2 separate regions of the Danio rerio genome follow, and region 1 is linked to region 2. The links are chromatin contacts, called in public Micro-C maps. All regions are on one chromosome and are shown on one strand. Each heading gives the region's core, a stretch centred on a gene start, on an enhancer-like site or on the middle of the called end of the contact. The rest is flanking DNA. Distances are from core to core; before and after follow the strand shown.

The links. A called contact is a pair of places that touch in the nucleus more often than the background predicts.
Region 1: a contact with region 2 is called in a Micro-C map of caudal fin, with 3 times the contacts expected there. The contact joins the promoter of hivep3b here to the enhancer-like site in region 2. A contact is called at or near these places in 2 of 18 Hi-C or Micro-C datasets (caudal fin and an unstated tissue).

What each region holds. Positions count from the first base shown.
Region 1 is chr16:37,653,090-37,658,645 of GRCz12tu, reverse strand. hivep3b (HIVEP zinc finger 3b) reads left to right here and starts at 1,721. Exons shown (of 8, transcript XR_012392246.1): 1 at 1,721-1,913.
Region 2 is chr16:37,586,745-37,592,418 of GRCz12tu, reverse strand. The region is part of intron 2 of hivep3b (HIVEP zinc finger 3b); the gene reads left to right. Among named protein-coding and RNA genes, the nearest start is that of hivep3b, 67 kb to the left of the region's middle. Within about 2 kb of position 2,993, at least 23 of the 62 cell types and tissues checked have an H3K27ac peak or open chromatin away from gene starts, as enhancers often do. A contact at or near this core is called in caudal fin, where this site is marked.

The DNA.
Region 1 (5,556 bases), core at 472-2,971, 67 kb before region 2:
TTAATATAACTACACTGGAAAGCAAAGTAGCAGCCACAGGCTTCATATGTAGCAAATGCAACAGATCCTGCTGCTCCCATATTGGACTGTTTATCCACTACAGACTGACCTGGGTGCAAACTCCATTGTTCCTAGAGACAGAAGGATGCCTATGACATACTGGAAATAGGAAGTAAAACAGCTACTGATTTACCATGTCTTATTTAGTGTGTTAAACTGTTTAAACAATGAAAATAATAATAATAATAATGCTTTACTAAATTGCCTTTAGACAGCAGGAGGCATCATGCATCTCAAAATTCAGCAAATTAATTTTTTGTCATTTTCCAGCTTTTTATAGAAAAATAAAAAATAATCAAAATAGTTATGCTACAGTTAATAGTAAATAAAAAATCTAGTAAATCTAGGCCTGTATACAATGCTCTTTTGGAGTTTAGTTTAGTGTAAAACACAGTGGAAACGTACTACTCAGGTTTGTTTTGTAAAATGTGTGAGAGTAATCACACTTTCCGTGGAGTTCAGTAATGTTCTTTCAGTACATTCCGGTTGACTTTTTTTCTCCATGCCCTTGGGAAAGGGCTATATGAATTAAAGTTCATAGTGATGGTTAACCCCACTAATAGCCCCCATGTGGGCCATGCTACCATTAGGACAACTGAGAAGCTTCAGTCCTGCTAAAGAGTACAACTGAGTCAGGGAATTGTGGGAATTGTGCTGACATAAGCAACCAGTATGTATCCCCCAGATGGTCCAGCTCATGAAACATTTGTGTGGATGTGTTAAGGAATTCCTATGCTAATAATTCTACATAAAATATTTGACTTTGGTTATGGTGACTGTTTACTAAGATCAGTCTAACTGAATATTCCACAAGAAATAAAAAAAAAAATTATAAAATAATTGCACATTGGGGCAGAGCATGGAGTGAACTCAGGCTTCACTTCGTTTTTTTTTTTTAAAAATGCCCTATTTTAATTTTGCCCAAATAGAGTATGACAGAGAAAAACTGAAAGTTTTCGTTAATTAATTTATTTATTTACGTATTTATTTAGTAATTTATTGTTTTTGTGGCAAAGAATTTGTATTGAATATTTAAATATTTTTCATATATATATATATATATATATATATATATATATATATATATATATATATATATATATATATATATATATATATATATATGTGTGTGTGTGTGTGTGTGTGTGTGTGTGTGTGTGTGCGTGCGTGCGTGCGTGCGTGCGTGCGTGCGTGCGTGCGTGCGTGTGTGTTATTACTAATCAGAATACGCACAACAGTCAAACAAAAGTCTTATGAATGTGTGCAATGTATACAAAGAGAGCCTGTGTATGTGTATACATAATATAATATAAACAAATAATAATAATAATAATAATAATAATAATAATAATAACAAAAACATTATGTGTCGTTATTATCTGCTAAGTGCACACAAGTTTTGCAGTGTCCCCTTGAAATGAAAAATACCGGGACGAGGAATTTTTGGAATGTTCCATGACGTCACCTCGAAGTGGCTGACAGCGAGGAGGGAGCTAGAAATTAAGGTATTTTGTCGGCCAATGGGCGCTGGGAAAGGATACTACCTCATGATTATTAATCAAGCTGAGAGCTGCGAGAGCATAGGAGGGGGCGGGGCCCCCGGGGCGTCGCGTGCAGGGCGGTGCGGTGTGAACTGTTTGCGTTGCGCGACACTGTGCCTGTTGTTGCTGCGCCGATCAGCTGAACGCATGATTGCGCTTCCAGTTTGACAAGCAGGAGGGGAAGCCCTGTTGGCTCGAGAGCGTCCACATAACGCCGAGAGAGGCGTCAGCAGCGATTCCGTTTGACAGGCAATGGGATGCGGACCACGACACGCTGCTCAACGACTACAACAACGCCAACATCTGTGTCAGGTATGGTTTATATTGTTTTTATATTGATGTGCGTATGTGTTGGTTTATATAAAAGATTTATCTTGTTAGTGAATTAATGAGCAGGCTGTATTTTTTCTGGTGTGACTGGGGTCATATTTTATGAAGTCTAATAGTACAACTTTGACGAGCCGTTGTGCAGGAATTATTAAGTGAAATTCGCGTTTACTTTTCATACGAAGATTGACTTCCTGCTAACGATGCGGCACAATACGAGTCAAACCAGCTGTTCAAACAAGTTGAGAAATGTGGCGCGAGCTCACATTTTCAACTCATGGTTTTGTCCCCACGGTCAGCCAAGAATAACGTTTAGCTACATTAGAGTAACACTGCAAACCACACGCCGCAGGAATCTGACGCTCTTTCCTAATTCTTGGAAATGACAGGGCACAGACGGAGTCCCCTGTGTGTGGAATTTACAGAGAGCACTGGCCATTCGCTCGTAAACAAATAGCCTACTTAAAGGGATAGTTCTCTCAAGCGCTGAAAATGATGTAATTATTTACCTTATGATGCAAACTCCCACGACAAAGGGAGATTATAGACAGTACGACTGGGCATGAATGACAGCTTCAGTCATCGGAAATTTCAGTACAGTACAGTGAAAGTGTGGCTGTCACCTCTCCTTAAGGAAAACAAAGTCAACATGAGGCTCATTAAATTGTCATTATATCCTGCTTTTTGTGAGAACTATTACTTAAAAAAATATTTCCATGTTTCAGATTTTTGGTTGAATATATTATTTATTAAACATCTACTACAAATATAATTTGTCCACTTAGTTAACCACAATTCATGAACAAAAATGTTCAGTGTGATTTGAAAGCATGGATGGTGTCACAGAAAAGAGCCAGCTCTCAAAAAAACAGTTTGTTCAATGATGCAGTTCTCTAGTTGTGTAAGTATTTTTTTTCATAATTTTTATAGCTTATGATTTGAAAATCCATCCCATCCCATTTTCTAAATGATTGTTATGTAATATTTGGCTATTAATGCATGCATATATTTCACTGTAAAATATTTACCCCATAATGTGACAAATAATATCATAACTGGACTTTCTAGTGAAAACGAAAGTCTTCTTTCTGATGATGTACATTAAGCAGGACAATCCCATTATTTAGTCAGCTAAATCTCCACCCATTCAATTTCATTTTTGTCCCCCTGTACTTTTAGGTTAATCACATTCAAAAGCCAATCAGTAGATTTTTTTGATTGACCTTTTTTATTTCAATAATTTGGCATGTAAAAATATGGAAGAATTTGCTGAATGTGATCCTTATTTTAAGATCAACAATGGTCTAAAATTAGTTTTATAGAGTCCTACTGTATCTACTATCGCAAATAACCACACTATGTGGTTGATATGTTTGTAAATGATTTGTCATTTTGATGCTGATATCAACATTTGTTACCCTTGTGAAAATGATTTAAATGCACGTAATGCATGTTAAAAACTATATGTTTGATTTAGACCGGTTTTGATTGCAGTCAACTATCTAATGTCATGCAACCAGTTTCCATTATATCAAGTGACATGAAAAACTTGGCTTGGTTTGCCTCAGACACAGTCGGCTAGAGCTAGTTTCTTTTAATGCAGTGTGTGGTGGTGAGGAGGGAGAGCCTAATGATATTATTTTTGAGCGTATCAGCACAAAGCGGAGAACTCTGCGAGCGAGACGTGTTATTGCTTCAACTAAGCAGTGATAGTGCTTGAGCAGAATGTGAAGGGAGGAATGGTGTTGGTCTTTTTTAGTTTATCATAAAACAACACATTTATAAAGAAAGACAGTTCGTTTTTCTGATGCATAAGAAAAATGTTTGCTTTTAGTCTGCTAATTTGGATTTACTCTGCGGACTGCATTAAGGAGTCTTTTTAAGACTGAAAAAATAGCTTTAATCTTCATTAAATGGAGTAGTAGAGAGACTAAATTACTTTTTGTCTCTGTATGGCACTATGCAGTGATTTAAGTTAGATCACTTTTCATCTTAAGTTTCATTTTCATTACGGGTACTTGTTTGGCATGTGGTGTGTTTTATATTTAAGTGACTTTTTGGCAAAAGCTACTGGATGAATGTGTTGCTAGTAATGATGGAATATAGTATTAATCACGTTTAGGAAAATAGTTTACCCCCAAAATAAAAAGTTTTGTCTTTTATACTCCCCCTTTGTGTCATTTGTAACCTGTAAGCAGCTATTTTCCCATAGATGAGATGAGAATATTCTAAAGTCCAATACTTTCTGTAAAAAAACAAGTTTATAGTGACTTAGGTACTCTCCAAGTAGTTATTTCTTTTGATTACATAGATATTTAGCAACTGTTAAACTAGTTTGCCCTAAATAGTATGAATGTGTGCATGAATAAGCTGTATGGACTACAATCATCCTTTTTGCCAATGTCATGTGACATACTAGTTTTGCTGCTTCACTGCCATTCACAATTTCTCGATTGTGGCCTCGTGGGATTATAAAGGATCCATATTATGCACACTTTTTAATAATGCTGGAAATACTACTGTACTGTATACCAGTGGTTCCCAAAGTGGAGGTCGGGACCCTTCTGGGGGTAGCAGGATGATGAGGGAGGGTTCAAAAATTAAAGTCATTTTAATAAACTATTAGAATGAACATATTTTGTCCATGTGCTACAGAACATAAAAATAGTTGTTAGTAGTTATAAAACAACACACTTTTTTCCCCATTAGATTGCAACGCCGTAGGGTCTTGTTGCATTTGATAAAAGACACAACAATAGGGTCAGATGCAGCAGATTGATTTCATGGCACCAGGGTAAACTTTCTGACACCTTTACAGCACTCACGTATAGACATGGGCCGGTATAAGATTCTGACTGTATGATAACCTTGGATAAATATATCACGGTTTCTAACGGGCTCTAAAATATCTTCTTTTTAAATGTCTGGGTAAAACACAAAAATCTTTTTCCCCTTTGAACACAATATATTTTATTTTGAGAAACATTTAAAATATTTTGGAACAGTAAACATGTCAGGCTAAATGAATTGTTGATTTCTGCTGTCTTCATTTGTTTCATAACCACCTTTTTTTAACAATTTAAAATGGAATCTTTGGATATCTTTTATGCTGGAGATACTGTTGTCCTAAAAAAAAAAAATGTACACATACCTTAAAAACGGTATTGCAAAAAGTTTTGAAGGTTTTAACACCTTGACTTTTCCAAGCCACAGTATACTTTGAAAACATTTATCATCCCATGCCTACCCATGTACATTAACATTAAAAGCAGGCCATGAATAAACATTTCCGAGTGGCATTCTCAAAAATTAAATGAAGAATAGACCTGGGCCTATTGGTGTGTGTAGTCATTTTGAGTTTGCAAGGTTTGTAAATTTTTAAGCATCTCAAAGGATATTGGGGGTTGTGAGTCAATGACATTTTAATTTTGGGGGTTGCGGGCTGAAATGTTTGGGAATCCCTGCTGTATACTTACTGTGGATATATATTTTTTTTAAAGGAATACTCCTAATTCAGTGATTAAGACACACTGTTTTTCACATAGTTTTTTTCTTTCTTTGTATAGTATAAATGTATTTATTAATGTGATGCATTTAATCTGATTGATGGATTACTCATTTTCTGAAT
Region 2 (5,674 bases), core at 1,744-4,243:
TTTTTTTTTTTGAATGCGTGGCATGCAACTTATGTTACATGAGGGTGAATGTGTGTGGGTATACTGCAAATGTCTAGTTATTTTTTCTTTTCCATTTGAATGTCCGCACAGCTTTTAAAAAGATTGGATTGTATTTTTATAGCTTTTTAAAGACGTGATGATATATCTTTAATATTTAAGTGATTACTGTGGATCAAATGATTTTAAGTATCATTTTAGACCAACAGGTGACACTCCTCCTGTATTAAAGTTGTGTGGTCAACAAGGGGTGACAATTACACTTAAGGTTTGGTGCCAGTATGACATAACATTGCAAGAAATACATTAAACCTGGCATTCAGATCCAATTATGCAAACACTTGTTATAATCTGTTGTTTAAAGAGGAATTCAGTAAAAGTGGAAGTAAGTGAGTGCATTCAAATATAGATAAATTGTTATTGATGTTCTTGGCATGATCTAAGGACTTATTAACACGATAATTATAATATACAGGGAAAAAATACCTAAAGGTAGGCCATTACATTTATTATCATTTCGACCATCGAAACCTTTAGGGCATGGGACTGACATATGCCTAGTTAGCAACAATATGGTAATATGCTCATAAAATATAGTATTATATAATACATTTTGTACAATAAAATGGCTATCATGGAAAAGTTTGGTACAGTTTGACAGTTTTTATTTTTATTTCTCCTGACCATTTGGTGGCACTGTTATGAAAGTGTGCAAGTAACTTCAAGTCATGTTTGGCATAACAAACTCCTTGTTTGGCCTGAATGTTACAAAAAACAAACTGCTACAAAAACTTCAGGGCATGGGACTGACATATTCCTATTTAGCAAAATGATGGTATTATGTTTATAAAATATAGCATTGTATGATAAATGTGTACAATAAAATGTCTATTATGGCAAAAACTTTGGTACAGTTCGACAATTCGACAAATCTGATTTCTATTTTGTTTATTTATTTTTTTTTTTTGTGGGCAAATCACAAAAAGAGATTTCTTTATTATTTCTTCTGACCATTTGGTGGCACTGTACAGAAACTGTACTAGTAACCTCAAGTCATGTTTGGCATAACAATCTGCTTGTTTGGTCTGAATATGCTAAAACTTTGCTGGCAGACTTGTGGCTCTTTTGCTGAGCTCTTTGTCAAATTAGTTTATACATGTTTTAGAGGCGACACGGTGGCTCAGTGGTTAGCACTGTCGCTTCACAGCAAGAAGGACGCTTGACCGAGTCTATGTTGGGCCAGTTGGCATATTTGTGTGTGTAGTTTGCATGTTCTCCCCGTGTTTGCCGTGGGTTTCCTCAGGGTTTCCCCCACAGTTCAAATACATGCGGGTATGATGAATTAAATAAGCTAAATTGGCCATAGTGTTTGTGTAGGAATGAGTGTGTATGGATGTTTTCCAGTACTGGGTTGCAGCTGGAAGGGCATCCGCTGCGTAAAGCATATGCTGGATAAGTTGACGGTCCATTCCACTGAATGGAATGAATCGTTACCCCTGATGACTAAGAAGGTTGCCACAGAGACTAAGCCAAAAGGGACTAAGGGACTAACCAAGGTACTAATCCAAAGGGACTAAGGGACTAACCAAAGGACTAATCCGAAGGAACTAAGGGACTAACCTAGAGACTAATTCGAAGGAACTAAGGGACTAAACAAGGCACTAATCCAAAGGAACTAAGAGACTAAGCCAAAGAAAAATGAGATAATGAATGTTATTTAGAAAGGGTTAGGTCTATCAAAAAACTTTTAAAAACTTTTTGGTTGGAACATCTAAAGATGACCTTTTATAATTTCGATGAAATTCAGGCAAACCATCTAAAACAAGTTAGAAAAGGTAGGATTTTTTTGCATGATATTAAATATTTATTTATTGCTTTGTTTGACACCACATAATAACACCACATGATATTCAAGCCATAATGTATAATGGCACTACCTGGTGACCTTTTCTTTCAAATTTCTCGCTAAACTTAAGGGTCATGTGACAAACAAGCCCATATATTTTCATTTGTACAGTATTAGCCTATGTTTGCCATTGATTAGTCAATGGCGACCATTGTTTTTATTTTTATTTATTTTTTTATTCATTCATAGACCTCATATACATGGATGGAACATATTTATTTGTTGCTGTATTGTACTTATTTATTTCCCTTCATTAAACTTAAATAAATAAAAAAAGAAATAAGTTGTAAATTAAAACGTTGTGTGAAAGAATTCTTAAATTTGGGCCCAAATGATCTTTTTGGCCACATGTCAATTAGTCATGTATGATCTTTACTTTTAGAGTAAATTTATAATTTTAATGATGTATACATATTTAACAGAAACACAACTAAACACTATGAACATTTTCAATTTTTTGGCGTATTTTGTATATACAGGTATATACAAGAAAATCTGTCACAGTTGACTCACAGATTTCATCATGAGGTACAATATTTCTTGGAAGAGTCATTCTGTAAACAAAGACTTCATTCATCTCACATGCAATCGCTAATAAACTAGCTTTAAAAGTGTCTTCAAGTGGTTATCATAACTGTTCAAGAAAACTAGTTTACAAATCGTTAAGAACCTGCAGTGTAGAAAGCGCCTAAGGCCGAATTCTTGCTGAATCTTTAGCATGAAACATGTTTCTTTAACTCGCTGTGCTAGTCTGGAGCTCTTTGTAGTGTCTAAAGCCTTTATATCCCATGCCGTATTTTAAGAATCTCTCTATCAGGAAGATGATGTGAAGCACAGGTAAAGTGCACTTCTGAAGAGCCCCGAGAGGCTTCCTCATTAACGCTGCTTTGTTTTTGGAAGGTTAAAGCCAGGAGAGACCTGAGAGGTGGCGGTAACGAGGGAATATAGCAGCTCAGAAATGCAGCCTGGAGTATGACTAATCATATCGCGGCGGCTGTGTGGGCCGGTCTGTGCGCTTGTTAGTGTTCGAGGGGCCATCTGATTCACCGTCGCTCTCCGTTTGAGGCTCTGCTTGATTCACTTCCTGATGTGGGCGGAATTTTCCTATCAGCCCTGTGCTCTGAAAGCCGAAGGGTGAGGTGATTGACGGGCCCGTGAGCGCACTGTTGTGGGTGGCTTAGAAGACTGAGCCGTTCCACTTGTTCCATCTGCGAATGTAAATGAATGAAGCGCACTCGCACGGCTCATCTTTCTCATTCTTTGTCTCTGGTTACTATGGAAGCCCTGAGTGGCCGTGTTTTTACAGTACACTCGAAAGAGCATGTGTCACCTAGTTTTTGTTTTTTTGCTGTAAAACTTTTTGAATGAATGGTTGATCTAAAAGGAAAGTTCAGACATTGTTTATTTAATAAAGTACTTTAATTCTATGCATTGCAATAAAAAGCATACATATTGAAGACAGTTTTTTAGGTATTTTACAAGGAATGTATATTAAAGCTTTTAGTGTTAAAGGCAGAAGCCAAAATCAGAATAACTTCCTTTTTTGTGAGGATTTATGTCTTAGTGTGAGGATTGGACAGTCTGTCATTTTCACTCAGTCACCACAATAACAAATCGAGTCAAGTCAATTTTATTTCTATAGCACTTTAAGATTTAGTTTAACAACTTTATTAATCCCACCAGGGGCAATTAGATTAGGGTAGTAGCATTTAATGATACAACAAACACATAAAGAGACAAATCACTTACAAACAGGATTAAAAAACACAATCCAGCATGCTTCATAATAACTTCATAAATAGCACAAAAACATAGGAAAGACCCATATATTAAAAATTTAAAACCTGCTAAAATGTAAGGTTGTAAAGCCTTATTGCCTTAGGGACAAAGGTAATTTTAGATCTGTTAGAAGAGCATTTGATGCTTCTAAACCTTCTTCCAGAGGGCAACAGAGCAAAAAAAAGGCTTCAGAGGATGGGAGTTTTCCTTAACATTTGCTGTTCGTGTAACTCTGCTAGACTCTGCGGAGGTATACCAATAATCTTAGAGCAAGTCTTGACAAGGTTTTGAAGGCGATTTTTGTTTCTAACGGAAAGTAGAACCTGCATTAAAAGGAAAAGCTTAATAAACTCTTGATATAGGTGGTATAAAAAGTTCTCAGAATATGTTTTTCTATACAGAAAGAGTTCAGAGCATACAGTCTCTGATGCACTTTCTTAGCAACAGCTTCTGAGTTCTGCTGGAACTTTAATGTGGTATTAAATACTGTACCAAGATACTTATTTTCCTGTACCCTTTTAACTTGTTTTCCGTTTAAATACACTGGTTTCACCTCTAAGGCATTTTTTTTTTTAAATTAATTGCCATCTCTTACATTTTTGTGTTGTTTTGTTGTTGTTCAGCTTTTTTGCACCACTTAAAAAACTCCAGTATTTCATTTATGCTTCTGCCACAAAGGCACTTCAAAATGTGCATTTCTTCCAGAAATGTGCTCTCTCGCTTGAAGCTATTCTCATTTGTTGTTTTGTCAAATGCCTGACAACTGCACTGTGTGTGTGTCTTGTCCCAATAGTGAAAATACTACAAAATGGTCATAGTTTTATTAAGGTGTATATATGTCTGTGCTGAACTTCAATAGTGCAACTAAAATAGGAATACTGCACGTCTTAATTCAATTTCTGTTTAGTTTGATTATGACTTTAGTCGGATTAAAGTCATCAAAAATCACTGTTTACACGATAAACTTAATTAGAGTAAACTACCTGACAAAAGTCTTCGTTGATCCCAGTTGTGAGTCGTTGATCCCAGTTGTAAGTGCAACAAATTATAACTTGACTTCTAGTTGATCATTTGGAAAATCTGTTGAACAGCATCCCAATTATCACTAATACTGCTGAAGACCTATTGAAACCTGTATGGACACAATATTCTCAGAGAATTTAATCAAGTTTGGTGAAAGAAAAATCATGGTTTAGGATTGCATTCGGTATAGCGCTCTTTCTCATACTTCAGCCTCCACATCAAAGTTCCTGAAAGCAAAGAAGGTCAAGGTGCTTCAGGATTGGCCAGCCCAGTCACCCAGAGATCAACTTTATTAAGCATATCTGGGATACGATGAAGGAGGAGGCATTAAAGGAGAAGCCATAGGATCCTGATGAACTCTGGGAGTCCTGCAAGAACCTTTCTTTACCATTCCAGATGACTTTATTAATATGTTATTTGAGTCACTGCAGAGATGTATAAATGCAGTCGTCCAAGCTCATGGGAGTCATGCACAATATCATTTCCTTTTCCACTGCACCATGACTTTATATTCTGTACTGTACATTATTTCTGTTAAGTGACAAGACTTTTGTCTAAGCAAAGTCTGACCTTACTGTCCTAATCATATAATTATAAATCAAGGCATGATCATATTTTATATTGGCAAAATAAGCATAATCTAAAGGCCTTTGCCTTTCTGATACAAATGATCATCTAGAAGTGAAATTATTATGTTTTGTTGCTTAAACTTGGATAGGTGATAAGACTTATATCAGGTAATATATTGTTTTAATCGTATTAAAATCCGGAGTATTAGTGTCCTCATAAATGTGAAGAAAAGAGAGTAGAAAAACATTATATATTTCATATTGTGGAACATTCCAGCATATCAGGTGTAGTTAAATTAAAACTGATTTGATTTTAATATTAACCAAACAGTGATCCACCAATCCTTTCAAGCAGTGTGTGAGGTATATTTTTTTTAGT